Regions from separate parts of the Mus musculus genome. Here all the other regions are linked to region 1. A link is a contact called in public Hi-C data. All regions are on one chromosome and are shown on one strand. Each heading gives the region's core, a stretch centred on a gene start, on an enhancer-like site or on the middle of the called end of the contact. The rest is flanking DNA. Distances are from core to core; before and after follow the strand shown. Region 1 overlaps Aff3 (AF4/FMR2 family, member 3). Region 2 has its middle 66 kb from the start of Gm34596. Region 3 has its middle 100 kb from the start of Gm34596.

Region 1 (3,037 bases), core at 322-2,821:
CCCTTCCCCAAGGAGTAGCACTTTAGCTTCCTCCTGTCCTCCCCTGGTCAGCGAGGCTTCCAGCAGGGTCCCTCATGATGCATTTCTGGTACGCCTGCTTTTGTGCCCCGGGGCTGAGAGAAGGTGAGTGTATGTTTTGGCAGAGGCTGTAGCTGCTGTAGCTGTTGCTCACTCCCCTCCTCTGTAGAGGGATGCAGCTCTGCAGGCTGACCTTCTGTGTCCTTCCTGTAAGCTGAGACTCTGATCAGGAAGAGAGGCAGGGTACATGGGTCTGTCTGGATGGATGTTCATAGGTGAGGTCAGGATTCTCCCAGGTCTCCCCTACAGGTGCCAGGTAGAGACAAAACCTGCCAGAGGGGGCGAACCTACTAGCATGAATTGTTCATGGCTGTGAGCCTACCTTTAACCTTTAGCAAGTATTTCAGTTTCTAGTTGGACTTCTCATAGGTATCATGGCCTTGATTATTCTCTCATGTAAGTAACACCCAGGTCTCGTGTTGTCCTGAAGCGCCCCCTGCCCCCAACATACACACACTCTATAGCTTGAGCTGTTTGCTCTGCAACTTGAGGTCTTCTGAGTTTTGTGAAAGTCACTGATGTCCTGGTCCTCTGTCATTTTCTCTCACAGTGGGGCCAGTGTTCCTAAAGGAAGTCAGCTCTAAGCTACAAGATGATTAATATTTTAGGGAGAACTTTCTCAAGTTCTGTGCAGTTAATTCTACACCTAGTGAGACACACTGACCACTGTTGTGCTAGAAAATAAAACTCATCAAGAGACCCTGCTTCCAATGCTGGGTATTTCATGCACTGTTCTTCGTGTTTCAAGTAAACACAGGTTAACATCATGAACGATTCACACAGATGAGACCTTCCACCAAAGACCAAGCCAAGCTTGGTAATTTTGGACACTGTTTAGTTCCTACAAAGACATGAATTTTCTACATGTAAACTTCCACTTCTTCCTTCAGAGACAAAAAGCTATCAACCAACTGCTTATCAAACAAATGGCCCACCAGGGGGTGCAGTCTGCACTGGTTTCTGTTGTGGTCGCTCACTGTATGGACCTGAACTGTGGCAAAACCACTTTAAGAAGTGACTCAGAACATTCTACTGCTCCAAGAAAGACTATTCTTTGTGTTTTATTGTTTGACAAGCAATTTCAAAAGATTTTTTTTTAACACTTTTGTCTTACAAATTAGGGCCAAGTTGTAAAGAAACTAAGCAAGTATTTAAATTCCTCAGGGAAGTTCATACTAATGTTAAGTCTTTCCTATAATCAGTAATACTTTAGCAAAAAAAAAAAATTAGCAAATATCCTAGAACTATATGTTCTATACTGAGATTTCAAGTCAGCGTCATTTCTAACAAATCTGAAACGTCATTTCAACAGTAAGAACGAAGGCAGCTAACGGCTGTCAGTTCCAAAATAAAATGTTTGTTCTAGTCACAGGTTTACAGAGCTCTCCTCCAGAAGCACATGTAATGAATGAAGACACGCTGTTAGACATGCTGATTCACTGGGACACGTGAGTTCGAAAATGTATCTAGCAGGAGCCGTTCCAGGCATATGCAACAGTGGATGAGAACAGCGGCTTTCCCTGGGAAAATGAGTGTGCCCCACACTGCAGTCTGCACTGGCTCTAAGTCACATGCTCAGTAAGCTACTGCTTAAGGCAGACTCAGCTGGAAACTCTTCCCCTGGCAGCCAGGAGGGCGGTGGCTTCTGCACTGCAGTCCCACCTGCTGGGTCCTTACTCTGGGTCTTTGCCTTCTCCTCCCCCTGAGATCCAGTGCTGCTCTTCCTGAGGTGACAAGGGGACTACCGTGTACCACAGGGCTCCCAGAGAGTAGTAACCACCCAGGCCATTGCAAAAAAAAAAAAAAAAAGAAAAAAGAAAAAAAAAAGTCTGGCATTTTGAGGTGTGTTGTTAAATAACTGATTATGTATGCTCCAGGCTGACACACAGGGACTATCAAAGTGTCTCTCTGCTTGCACAGTTCCTTCATGGGGTGGCTTAGACATCCAAAGCCTCGGTCCTATACTTCAGGAACAGTTAGCAGCCCCCTCCTACCCTCCACAAACAGAAACAGTCAAAGCAGCCATGATGTGTCTTCTTCAGGCTGAAGGGAGTGAGGTAGACTAGATCCAAGGGTCTTGAGGTACTTGCGCAACAGTCAGTCGGATGTTTAAAAACATGCGATTGGTTTTTGTTTTGTTTTGTTTTTTTAACACAGTTGTTCCTGGGTAGCCACTGGGGATTGGTCCCCTGAAGGCATGCAGATCTGTAAATGCTCAAATCCTTTGTGTAACACGGTACGGTTTTTGTACAAAACCTACAAATGCCTTCCCATATGGTTTATGTCATCTCTAGATGACTAGAATACCCAACACAATGTGTTGAACAATGACTAGTGACATGGAGCAAGTCTAAGCATGTAAGCACAGATGTGGACATACTAGGTCTCACATCATGGCTCAGCACTGAGGCACGAGGCAGCGGACACCACACTTGAATCGCTGGAGAGAGCCTGGGATCTGTGAGGAGGTGGAGGCTGCAGGGGCCACACCCACACATCACACACACTCAGCGACAGCCTTGGCACACCATTCAGACTGTGGAGCTGCTTTCAGGACTCGTTCCTATGCTCCACAGGCCTGGGGAGCCTGTGGGAACAGAGGACTGGCTGTACTCTGCAGGGTATAAAAGAGCCCCAGGCTGCACAGTGGGAGACCTCAGTTTAAACTCTGCTCTGTGTGCTATGGCCTCTACCTCTCTCTTTCTACCTGGAAGACAGGGAGGGCACTACAATGAGGGAACACGGGTAACTCATGTGAAGGACACCCCAGCAGCACATGTTAAGCCAGGCTGCAGGGAATAGTGGAATAATTGAAGCATACTTCCAATCATGGAACTTGTTTAGCCTCGGATATTTCCTTTCATGTTTATGGGTAAAGGGTTCAGGACATGTCCTCTGAAGGTCTGTGAGTTTTCCTGACACTAACACAGTAGGCTTTGGGTGGAGGGATTTTCAAACC
Region 2 (2,794 bases), core at 289-2,788, 300 kb after region 1:
TAGGTATTTAGAAAAATCTTTTACATAATTGGTATTTGTAATATGATAGCGAAGGAAAGCAGGTATATTTATCTCTTGTGAGTAGCACTTTCTTTTTCTAAATGTTCACTTAGGAAGCCGTGCAAGAGTGATAGAAACATCCTGCTGGGCTCTTTGGGAGGAAGCTGGAGTCCACAGCTCATTAGGGATGTGACACAACATCAGTGGTCAAGCTCAGGATTCAACCTAAGTCCTGGCAGTCAATGGGCAACCTCAGTCCTGGTGGTCAACAGCTCCAGGGACTTTGGGATTCTCTCTGCACTGGTTCACAAAGAGGACACAGAGCAGGCTCAGTGGATAAGAGCACTTGTAGCTTTGCAGAGGACTTGTTGTCAGTTTCCAGACCCACATGGCAGTTTGCAACTTCACTTCCAGGGGTTCTGATACCCTCTTCTGGCCTTTGTGTGTGCACTGCATGAATATGGTTCACAGGCATGCAAGTAAAACGTCCAGATGTATAAAATTTAAACAGCAACAAAAACAAACAAATAAGCAAACAAAAGACTGGATCTCACTATGTAACCCAGGCTGGCCTATAACTTGCTATATAGCTCACACTGTACTATTATTGCCACCTTCCTGTCCCAACCTGCAGAACTGTGGTTACAGGTGCCCCCACCCATGCCCAGAGAAACAGTGTACTATTGCTTTAATTCCTGTAGCTAGAGCTAAAGAAGTGAGTCATCTGATATATTAAAAAAAAAAAAGTCTAAAAAACTTAGTTGTTCGTCTTGCACTGTGATAGCCCAAATGTCCATACTCATGGCTAAAAGTCACATGATCAACTATCCTGATTTTCCTAGGGCTGAAGGTTTCTGAGAACTGGAGATTTTCACAGAAATACTGGGAATGGTCACCTTCATGCCATTTCAATATAATAATAATAATAATAATAATAATAATAATAATAATAATAATAATAATAATTTACCTTGGATTCTTACTGGTTGACGTTCTTTTGGCAACCAACAACCAGGCTGTCTTCTACATTTTGTCCCTGGCAGCAACTCAGGCCACAGTGAAGCCATACCAGGGCCCACATTCCCACATTCCTTTCTCATTAAGTGGTGGCCTTCTTCCCAGGCATTCTGGGATAATTTGCTTTGTTGTTTAATGGGGGGATGTGGGCAGGCTCTTTAACCACCGCAGGTGGGGGGACTCAGGCACAACTCAGGAAGAGTGTGTTCCCAGAGGGGAAAGGAAGAACTCCTCTGCGTGCCTGGACTCTTCCTTCTAGGAGGCCCAGCTCCTCCACACTTCCATTATGATGTCTGTCTGCTCAGGCCTGGAAGAAGAGCTTCCTGCTGGGGAGAGATCATACGGCTTCCTCTGCTGCATGCGCTGCCTCACATCTGTCACACAGTGTGCACAAAGTAGCTTTCAATTCCTAAACTAACTTGAAATTCAATGCCAGCTAGCCCATGCCTTGGATTTCAGCATAGTAATTGGGCCACTGTCCAAGTCTCTAACGTGTGGCATCAGAGCTTTGCCTTGGGCTGTCTTTGTCATTTGGCTTCCTGCCAGCTGCTGTAATCTTTTCTTCACGTGAGTGACTTGGGAGATACACATCAACGCCAGTCTCCGGCGAGATGGTCCTGCCTCAGCTCTATCCACAATCTCATTTCCAGTAACAGCTCAATCATCCAGGGCAGCAGACAGGTCCCGATGGCAGGCGCATCGAGTGTCATCAGACTGGGCAGCAAAGTGAATTGACAAGCGCTGGAGGCCACTCATTTCCTCAGCCTCTGCTGGCACCAGCTAATGATCTGCATCGACATCTGAGCTAAGCCCTGTGAAATAAGGCCTTGCGCAGTGGCTGCTAATTCTAGCCACATCAGCAAAGCGAGCAGGCAGGTGAGCAGCCAGTGAGAAAGACCCTTCTTCTGAATTCAGTTCTTGTTTAAAAAGTGAGTAAAAAAAAATAATTGAGAAAGGAATGAGCCAGGATTTGGAATCATTTGTGTAAAATTCTATTTACATGAAAAGAAGCCGTGTACCAGAATGACGCACTCTAGGGGGTATTACAGACTAAATCATCTCAAGTTCCATCTATGAAACAGAACTCAGCCTCATCTCCTGACACCCCCACACCCCCTCTGTGGTAGAAATCAGTGGTGAAAACCAATTCCTCAGAGGGAAAAAAGATAGAAATATGAAACAAAGTATTGTTTTCTTCTCCTGTCTCTGAAGCACCAGTCCTTCAAAAGAGACATAAAAACATCACTTAAAACCCCAATCCTGATCTATCACAAAACTCTAAGAGTACGATTCTTCCTGGGGGTAAGCTAAAATCGGCTCGGAGGTCCCAGCGTGTAATTATTTTACCATCAAAGTCCAATTGCACTTTCTCACTGTTCGGATCTGTTTGTTTCTCCCTCAGCCATCAGCTGGCTCCCCCCTTACAAAGAGGAGCCTGGAAGGAAATTGAGTCCTTTCTGAGAACTAATAAAAGACCATCTCTCCCACAAGTGGTGTTTGGATTCTGGTTGTCATCATTTGGCTGGAAGAGACTCCAAGAAATGGGAGGGAGATTATTATACAAGAATACATATTGTAGGGAGATATGTGCCTCTTGATTCTGTGTTCCATTCCAGAAACTGAGTGATACAGATCTGAAATGCCTACTGATGCTTGCTCATGAGAGGGGGCAGGGTGTGGCTCGACCAGGGAACTTGGTCATCATTGACGAACAATTAACGAGTATTATGAAAAAGGAATGCTGGCATCACCTGGTCTGGCACACTCTCCAGTCTGA
Region 3 (2,912 bases), core at 55-2,554, 340 kb after region 1:
CAGAAGCGTCCCTCTGGGTGACATTACCAGCCCTTCGGACACCAGGATGTGACTGCCCAGGCTCCTGCACAGGAGACCATAAAACAAGATTAGCTAACTACAGGAATGGCAGTGCAGGGCTTTGGTGCTGTGCCCAGCCACAGAGCATCCTGGCTGTCACTTGCATGTCCAGCTTATCCTCCTGCTCCATGGGTGCTGTCCTTAGCTGTGGTCTCACTAGGACAGAATGCCAGGATTCGCCTCCTGCCCCCCCACACCCCAAAATATTAGTGAGCAGAAGCCCAGCCCAGGAGACAGGGAAGTCAGCTGGGAAGCCCAGCTCTCCTCCCCACTTGAGCCTGATAAGTTTCACTCTGGTTAACCCGGCATGAACTCTACAGCACTTGTCCCAGAGGACCAGGAGGGCATAGTATTGAACAGCAGCTGTTTTGTCTGCTACTTTGTTTATGTGTCCTTTTGTTTTAAATAACAACCTGTCAAATTTTACCTAGCCAGAAACCGAAGCTCTGCCCTGAGCACACGGCCACAGTGAAGTGACAGGACAAGTTCTCTGCTGTCACCTTCCTCCCTTGAGGAATAAACACCCAAGCCCAACATGCATGTACAGGACTCAAACACGTTTCCTAGTTTTGCCTTTAAGCAAGCACACATGCACACATACATGTGCACAAGCACACACTTGTGCACACATACCACACATGTATATGTGCATGCACATGAGCACGCACACACACACACATGCATGCACGATCTGACAAAAGATAGCGTTAGCATCAATAACAACAGCCAATATTCAGGACAAGCTTAGCATGGAAACAGTTTGGGAGTCAGTATAAGCCTCCTCCAGAATACACTGCTGTCAAGAGAGTCAGTGTGCAGCAGTAGGTGCCAATCCTATTTTTATACTAGCCCTACTGAATTCTTGATATCCAGCAAAGAAGGGGGGAAATCACAGCTTAACATAAAACGGCAGATGTAACGAAACCTCACTAACAGCTTAGTCTCATAAGGAGACAGATGGAAAACTTCTCTCCAGAGATGGCTGCTTCTAGAATTCCAGAAGGAGCTTGGGGTGGATTGGCTGGTAGGAGGCTTCGAAGGAGCTCAGGTCTGAATTTCAATGAGGAGGGAACACTTTTTAGTTTAAATGCAAGATTTCAGTTATCTCTCTTTTAGGAAACAGGGAGATTACACCATGCATCGGTTTCATCTAGGACGGAAAAAGCAGCACTCCAAACCTTAGGCTCTCCCTCAGTGTCTGAGTCCAGCAAAGAACGGAAGATGCTGCAGGCTCTTTGTTTCCTATAGAGGCACCACAATGCCATCATCTGTTCAGGAACAGAAAGGAAGAACCTTCCAAGGTGTTATCAGGGAACCCAAGTGTTGGAAAAGAATTATTTCCATGATAAAAACACTGCTGGCTTTTGGCTCACAAATAGGTGGAGAGGCCAATACCTACTTTCCAGGGTCTCAGGGGTCCAGCATCACGAAATGCTATGCAGTCTGCACAGTGCAGAACACACAACAGACTGCTGCCGAGCTCTACGTCACAGAGACGGCCCAGACTCTGCAAGCCTCATTTTCCTCATGGGAAAACAGGCCAGACTCACACAAGGCACAGGCCATCTCATTTGTGCCAAATCTGGACCACTTGGCTGCCTGGACCTTCCCTTCCCAAGATGTCATTCAGGGAAGGACGGTAGGTCCTCTGTAAGAGCCGCAGACCTCGTCCCATCAACAAAGGGCTTCTCCTGTGGACTGTGACACCTCCGTGGTTTATCCAGTACCCATCATCCTGTCAACATGACTTCAATATTAGAATGGCTCCACAGTCCTCAAGGCAAAATTTGCATAATACCCTGGTTAAGGTTTGGGGACTGTCCAAAGCACATCTCTTAGATGACATTCTTTGGGGGATTTATGCTAATAGGTCGTCCAAATCTTCACCATAATTACAGGCCGTTGAATCCAGTGGCCTGGTTCCTCTAAAACCTAATTCACTTTTTATATGAATCATGCATTTCAAAACAATGAGCACACGCTTCTCCTGGAAAACGCTGCAGACAACGGACTGCTCCATCCTCCCCAGCACTGCTCCAGCCTCCCCAGCACGCCCACCTGACTTTTGGACCCACCACACACTAGTACAAATGACTCAGGGGCATGAACAGCCAAGTGCAAATTCCACATTTTAAAAGATAGACTAGGAAAAAGGTGAACTTCCCTCTGAATTCCAAGAAAGCATAGGAAATGGTATGTTGAAAGTACGTTGCTGGCCAGGCAATGGTGGCGTATGCCTTTAATCCCAGCACTTGGGAGGCAGAGGCAGGTGGATTTCTGAATTCGAGGCCAGCCTGGTCTACAGAGTGAGTTCCACGACAGCCAGGGTTACACAGAGAAACCCTGTCTCGAAAAACCAAAAAATAAAATAAAATAAAAGTACATTGCCCTCCCCCTTTAAATGAAGAGAGGCAGCACACATGAGAAATTAAGAACCAAACCCTGTGATCATGTTAGTTATTCTGACATCAGACTTGAGGATCATCCATGGGGAGATGCTGGAAGCGGGAGACGGATTCCTCATCTTTTGGTGTTTCTGTAACTGTGGCACATAGGTATGGGTAGTGATAGTGTTCCAGACAATAGAACATCACGTGATCTGGAAACGGGGCTTTGTTCTCAACATTTCAGAGTAATCGCTCCTACATATTCTTTATCTAGGCTCTAAAAATTTGTCACATAGACTTTCTATCTCTTTAAGTACATTATAAAGTTTTATTTTTGCTGAGTCTATTCAGGACAAAATGTAGGTATAACAATTTCCTATGAACTTCGGAATACATCTCTCACAGATAAGGACATTACCATACAAGATACATTTGAAGACAGCTCCTAGGGCGACTACAAATCCA

What was found. Hi-C and Micro-C count contacts between places; a contact is called where the count stands out from the background.
Region 2: a Hi-C map of the G1E-ER4 cell line shows a contact between it and region 1, with 2.5 times the contacts expected there. The contact joins two enhancer-like sites. A contact is called at or near these places in 9 of 39 promoter capture datasets (the 3T3-L1 cell line, 3T3-L1-derived adipocytes, the C10 cell line and 5 more), 1 of 15 datasets of contacts at CTCF or cohesin (the NIH/3T3 cell line), 1 of 484 Hi-C or Micro-C datasets (the G1E-ER4 cell line), 2 of 115 datasets of contacts at active chromatin or transcription factors (T-cell acute lymphoblastic leukemia and embryonic basal ganglia) and 1 of 9 other capture datasets (embryonic stem cells).
Region 3: a Hi-C map of cortical neurons shows a contact between it and region 1, with 3 times the contacts expected there. The contact joins two enhancer-like sites. A contact is called at or near these places in 10 of 39 promoter capture datasets (the C10 cell line, the HPC-7 cell line, cranial neural crest and 7 more), 3 of 484 Hi-C or Micro-C datasets (CD8 T cells, cerebral cortex and cortical neurons) and 1 of 115 datasets of contacts at active chromatin or transcription factors (embryonic basal ganglia).

The regions. Positions count from the first base shown.
Region 1 is chr1:38,392,105-38,395,141 of GRCm38.p6, forward strand. All of the region lies in intron 5 of Aff3 (AF4/FMR2 family, member 3), which reads right to left. Among named protein-coding and RNA genes, the nearest start is that of Gm16150, 170 kb to the left of the region's middle. Within about 2 kb of position 1,572, at least 62 of the 459 cell types and tissues checked have an H3K27ac peak or open chromatin away from gene starts, as enhancers often do. A contact at or near this core is called in the G1E-ER4 cell line and cortical neurons, where this site is marked.
Region 2 is chr1:38,694,868-38,697,661 of GRCm38.p6, forward strand. No RefSeq gene overlaps it. Among named protein-coding and RNA genes, the nearest start is that of Gm34596, 66 kb to the left of the region's middle. Within about 2 kb of position 1,539, at least 16 of the 459 cell types and tissues checked have an H3K27ac peak or open chromatin away from gene starts, as enhancers often do. A contact at or near this core is called in the G1E-ER4 cell line, where this site is marked.
Region 3 is chr1:38,729,292-38,732,203 of GRCm38.p6, forward strand. No RefSeq gene overlaps it. Among named protein-coding and RNA genes, the nearest start is that of Gm34596, 100 kb to the left of the region's middle. Within about 2 kb of position 1,305, at least 15 of the 459 cell types and tissues checked have an H3K27ac peak or open chromatin away from gene starts, as enhancers often do. A contact at or near this core is called in cortical neurons, where this site is marked.